Regions from separate parts of the Arachis hypogaea genome. Here region 1 is linked to region 2. A link is a contact called in public Hi-C data. All regions are on one chromosome and are shown on one strand. The core of a region is the stretch at or near the end of the contact, and the rest is flanking DNA. Distances in the headings are between cores, read along the strand shown. Region 1 has its middle 15 kb from the start of LOC112727751. Region 2 overlaps LOC112729337 (a long non-coding RNA gene).

Region 1 (3,119 bases), core at 533-3,032, 98 kb after region 2:
TTGTTTCTGATTATAATTCCATTATTGTTTTTTATTCTAATTTCATTCTGCTTTTGGTTCTGGTTCTGCTTCTGGTTGCTTGTGCTTTTGATTCTAGTTTTGCTTCTAATTCAATTTCATTCTACTTCTGCTTCTGGTTGCTTGTGCTTTTGGTTCTGGTTTTGCTTCTAATTCTATTGTTTCTACTTCTGCTTCTGGTTGCTTGTGCTTCTAGTTCTGGTTTTGCTTCTAATTCCATTGTTTTTGCTTCTGCTTCTGGTTGCTTGTGCTTTTGGTTCTGGTTTTGTTTCTAATTCTATTGTTTATGCTTCTGCTTCTAGTTATTTTTTTTTTTAAATATTTATTACATTGTTTCATTGTTGTTGCTGATGCTTCGATGAAAAAGAAGAAAAAAGAAGAAGAGATGATGTTGGGATGGAGAAGAAGAAAAAGAGGAATAGAAAATGAGGATTTTGGGGAAGAAGGGGAATGATATTTTGGTTCGAAGGACGATTTTAAACTAGGTTAAACCTTAGGAATGTTTTTGTAAGCAAAAAAAAGTTAGAGACGAAAAAAATTTTCAACCCATATCTTAGGGACTAAAATCGTACTTAACCCTTATTATGTTATTTATGTAATGTTTTAAATATGTCATGTGGTTTTTTTAACGATGTTATGTTTAATTAGGTTATTTTAAAATTTATTTTTATTAGTGTGTAATATTTTTATGGTATATAATTATTATTTTTGTAATTTTTACAATTTAATTAAAATTATTTAAAATAATTAAAAATAATTTTATGATATAATTTAAATTAAAATTTAAATTAAAATGAGACCCAACATTGGAGTAATAAATCTTATATTAAATTTTAAATCAATTTTTATAATATATAATTTTATAAATATTTATATGATATTTTATAAGATCTAAAATAAAATTAAACTAAAATTAAGCATCATAGATGCTAAGATATTTTTATTAAAGAGTTAAATATTTGGAGTTTTCAATATATTAGAGTTTATTCCGTGTGTTTTACAATTTTATCAATATTTGATTTAATTATTCATTTTATAAAAAATATAATTCTTAACATATAATTAAATATAATATATTCATTTTTCATATATATTTTTTCTAATTTTTATATTTTTATTCATTCATGACAGTTATATAAAAGCAATTTGTTTTTATATATAAAAGCAAATTAGTCACCAAAAAAATATATAAAAGCAAATTAAAAAAAATAAATTTATTAAGATGATAGAAATTAACATTTTCATAAATACCAAGATATACAAAAAATTAATTCGATGGTGACATTTTAAATTAGAATAGTAGGAAATTATAACTTATTAAGCAGCGTATATAAAATAAGAAATTTTTTAATAAAAAATAGAATTAAGTAAAAAATGACAATTTTTGATAAATTTATAAAAAATATATATTATACATGATAAAACGTTTTGGTAGCTTTTTTTCTTACCAAAAGAAATAATTTTTATGCCATCGAGTTATAACTTAAATGACATAATTTTTTCATACTCACTTATAAATTGCTGATTCGAATCTCACTCTTAAATTTAAAAAAAAAATTATTTTATTTGATATAATTTTACCATATAAAAGTATTGTATTTATTATTTAATTAAAAGAAAGAAAAAGAAGTTAAAAATAGTGGAGGGTCAAGTGGGAAGTATGAACGGAGATTAACAAATAATAAAGTGTTTGATGCAGAGTTCGGTCAGGCTGCCCGAAACCGCGGCGGGCTGGTCCAAAGTCCAAACCACGAGGCAACTCACAATATTACTACTCACTCATTCATCAAATCTACACCTTCCCTCTTCCCACCAAACTCAACTACCATCCCCCACCACCACCGTGCACGGCGGCGTGTGGTGGAACTTCGGGATCACCTCTCTGCTAGTTTACAAAGAGCTGATCATCAAGTTCCGGAGATCGAGGAGAGGTAAAGAGAGAGAGAGTGGGGGAAAATGGGTCAAAGCCATAGCTGCACCAATCATCACCACAACAGCCATGAGAAGGGTAGTGTTGCTGCACTGTTTGGTGCAGTTGCCGATGGTGAGTTGGAGATTGTTGAAGCTATGTTGAAGGAACACCCTTCTCTCTTAGAACACTCCAATGGCCGTGCAAAGTTGTCACTTCTTCATGTAGCTGCTGCCAATGGGAGAATCCAGGTTCATTTTTCTTTTTATTTTCTTGTCTTTTGTTTTGTTCATTGGTTCTCATTTATTTGTTTGTTACTTAACTTTATTTTTAATTTTGATTTAGGTTCTTTCTATGTTGCTGGAGCGAGATGTTAAAGCAGACATCTTGAACCGCTATAAACAGGTTTGTAAATTATAAGTTATTTTTTAATTTAATTTTTTTTATGATCCTCACATTGAGTAAACAAATAAGGTTTCTCGTCCTCCTTTAACTAAGTGTGGAGGAGTCAATTCTAGTCTTGGTCAAAAAACTTTGAATATCCCAGTCAGGGATCAAATAAAGTAAGCTCAATGCGGTGTTTAAGTCATAGAGTTCAGGATTGATGGTTTATGATGATTTTCTAGTTGGAATCTTTTTATGAATGTTGAAATTTCGAAGATTTTATTTTGATTCTGATTCTTTTTTGTTGCGTTTTGCTTGTAGACTCCATTAATGTTGGCTGCGATGAATGGAAGGACTGGTTGTGTAGAAAAGCTTATTCAAGCTGGAGCTAATGTATGTTATGCTTTATTACTTTATTAGTTTTTTTTTTTAAAGAAAAAAAAATTGAAATATAGTCTATGTTTGGATTAGTTTATATTAAAACGAATTAATTTTTCAGGCGAAAGATCTTTGTTGAGAATTTTGAGAGAAAAGAGAAGAAAAGGAGAGATTGGGACTAAATAAGTTAATACGAAATCCCTTGGAGTGGTGGTGATCTTTTTTATCATAGGATAGATTACACAATTGGATGAATGGTATTAATTGTGTGTATCGTTTCAGATATTGATGTTTGACTCTTCGCGACGACGAACATGCTTGCACTATGCTGCTTATTACGGTCATGCAGATTGCCTTAAGGCTATTCTTTCTGCTGCTCATTCCACACCTGTTGCTGATTCATGGTTAGATTCACTTCTCTCTCACTCTC
Region 2 (3,056 bases), core at 161-2,660:
AATGGTAATATATATTATAAATAAACTCTATTAATCTCTAGAGACACTGAAAACAGGGACATTGATGGATAGAAACACAAAATTTTGTATTTTTGTATTTTGTTTGATGATAAATTAGAATAAATTATAAAAATTTAATTTATTCTCATTTTTTTTCATTCAAAAAAATTGAGATGAAAAATATAATAATAAAAAAATATAATTATGAAAAATTAACAAAAATAATGAAAAAAGAATGAAAAATAAGTTGTGTCATTTGTTAGTGTTTTCGTGTTTTTCTTATCAGGATGGACACAAAATACACTAATTCAGTGTCTCTAGACACACTGTCTGTCTTTGTCCATATCTCCTCTATCAAACATAATTTTATGTCTCTGTGTCTACGTCTTAGTGTCCTATCACTGTAAACAAACGCGGCTAATAGAATAGAAGAGCTGAAGAGGAAAGTAAAAAATAATGAAGTGAATCATATCATGGATTCATTGGATTGCTTGGGATTTTTCTAACCGATGAAACAGAAAATTAGAATAAGAAAATTAAAAGAAAATTTGATTTTTTTTTGTCCCTTGTTATATATATTTTTATATATCACAAAAGGTCAAACAATAAATCACATGGTACATAACTATTTTGCTCCTGAACTGATTATATTTCTAAATGTCTCTACTTATCGAAATTATTTATGTCTACTTTCTCTCTACATCACAAATTGAATAGTGCAGGGAGTAGCACCTTCTTATTCTTTTATTGTTTTTTTTTAATAGTATTTTTTAATTTAATAGACCAAGAATTAATTTATTATAGATCAAAATTTCATTTAAGAAGTTATCACTAACTAATGAATTGTTATATATATAAAATGTGATTTAAATTCTCAACACTCGTTTTGATAGACTAATAAGTTAATTTTTACACCAATCTAAGTTGGTTCTTTCTTTTATATTGTTATTTTTCAGTTTTTCGTTAAAATAAATGAGACAATTTCAATCCTAGATATTACTTCACAAATTCACACACTCATCTTTTTTTTTTTTTGTTCAGACACCCATCCTTATTACACACACATACAATTATATAGGTTTCTATATTCCGCTGCATGGGTTAATCCGGTATTTCCTACTGCTTTTGGGTTGTGATGTGTATATTTTCTTCGGTCCGAATAACGTGGTTTATTTTTCGGTTTTTGGGTCTCTTTTGCCATGACCCTGTCCTGTTTTATTTTTGGTGAAATGACTCCGTCATGTGTATCTTTTTATTGCTTTGGTCCTTGACCCTCATGGTTTTTTTGGTCTTGGACCCTGTCATTTTTAAGTAGTGCTTAACCTTTTGATTTTGGGCTACTTAGGAGTTATTGGGTTGTATTTGGGCTTTCCATTATAGTTATTATTGGGTCTTCAATGTTGAGTCCAACTTTTATCTTACCTAATTGGCTAATTCATGACCCTAAAAAATAAAAGGAGGGGGGGCGGTCCATCTCTGCAAGACATTCTCCAATCTCCGTCGTTAATAAACTAATATTAAGGATGTTACTGAAATGTATAAAAAAAAAAAAAACAACAAAAGAGAGAAGGAAGCAGAATTCTAAGTTTGACCATCTTTTTTTTTTATTTGGTCGCACCCGCATTTGTGGTTACCCAATTCAGACGAAACGGGTTGACTACTCAATCTGTAACGGGTTGGATCAAGTTCGGGTTACGGATCAATTTTATTCAACATCTTGCTCTCTTGATAATTGATATATATATATATATATATATATATATATATATATATATATATATAATGTCATTAAATTAATAATTCAATTTATTAATAATATATAAATAATATTTTATGCAAGTTGAGTATAGTAAGGTCAAATTGAGATGTTTAAAGTGTATAACAGATTCGAATTAAGGTGTTTAAATCTATAAATAGAATTAAGATGGAGTTTAAACTTTATTCTATTCATTGCCACTCTAAATTAATAATGTTTAAGACTTAGGAGTGACATCCACTTCCTAATTAATAATGTTGTCACTATTCTATTATATGTTATTTTTAAATTATTATTATAATATTCTTTTTATCACTACTAGGAAAACTAAAAGAATGAAAAATGAAAAGTAATATTATAGACAAGTCATATAGGAGGAAAATGACTTTTAATCTCTTATAGTAGTTTTTGAGATTCATGAATTTTATCCAATTTGCTCTTTCAAATTCTAATTTCATTATCGTAGTCCCCTAAATTGAACTTGGGACACCATACTATAAGAAAAAATCAATTTTTCTACGCTTTTAAAGTATGGCGAAAAATTAGAAAAAACGTAGCAATAATTTTTTGCCACGCTTTTTGAGCTACCGGCATGCTTTTGAAAAGGTCATATCTGCAAGTGTGCTGGTTGCTCTATCGCCACGTTTTTGGTGACCTATTCTCACGCTTTATTTTTTGCCATATTTTTATAGATTGTCACGCTTAAAAGTATGGCCGTATGTGCCAGATATGGCTACGCTTTTAAAATGTGACTGTTGTTGACTACTATACAATATGATCACTCTTTTAAAGTGTGGCTATAAGTTTGTTTAGTAACCTATTATTCTTTTTTAATCTTCGTAATAAAACCTTACAAAATTCATAGATAATTTTAAAATTTAGACAATGACCAGTAATTTTAAATCAACTAATCCAACCTTCATAAACTTGTCACCAAAAAGTGTGTTTGATCACATGACATGCTCTAACAAAATACCAAAAATCAAAGTCATAACAACTACCCATGAATTCCTAATACATGAATTACAATTCCAACAAGTATTACATTATTTACTTCCTTTACATACTTCATTACAAAATATGAAACTTCATGATTACTGATCATCCATTGTGAGCAAAATTTTTTTTACCACTGCCCTGCATAATTCTAAATATTGTTGTGTTAGTGCATTTTATATTTTAATTGGACAAGAATTGCTAACTGATGAAAGCAACAGTAAGAAGTGATATAATATTTAGCAGTGAAAATGCTATGTAGGAACACTTATTTTGGACAGAAAATATTGTATTGATTATTTAT

What was found. A called contact is a pair of places that touch in the nucleus more often than the background predicts.
Region 1: a Hi-C map of leaf shows a contact between it and region 2, with 2.1 times the contacts expected there. The contact joins two enhancer-like sites. A contact is called at or near these places in 2 of 8 Hi-C or Micro-C datasets (leaf and an unstated tissue).

What each region holds. Positions count from the first base shown.
Region 1 is chr12:94,912,054-94,915,172 of arahy.Tifrunner.gnm2.J5K5, forward strand. It overlaps the pseudogene LOC112727750. Among protein-coding and RNA genes, the nearest start is that of LOC112727751, 15 kb to the right of the region's middle. Within about 2 kb of position 1,783, at least 3 of the 3 cell types and tissues checked have open chromatin away from gene starts, as enhancers often do.
Region 2 is chr12:94,814,186-94,817,241 of arahy.Tifrunner.gnm2.J5K5, forward strand. It overlaps LOC112729337 (a long non-coding RNA gene), which reads right to left. Exons shown (of 4, transcript XR_011869173.1): 4 at 2,653-2,903. Among protein-coding and RNA genes, the nearest start is that of LOC112729337, 2.9 kb to the right of the region's middle. Within about 2 kb of position 1,411, at least 3 of the 3 cell types and tissues checked have open chromatin away from gene starts, as enhancers often do.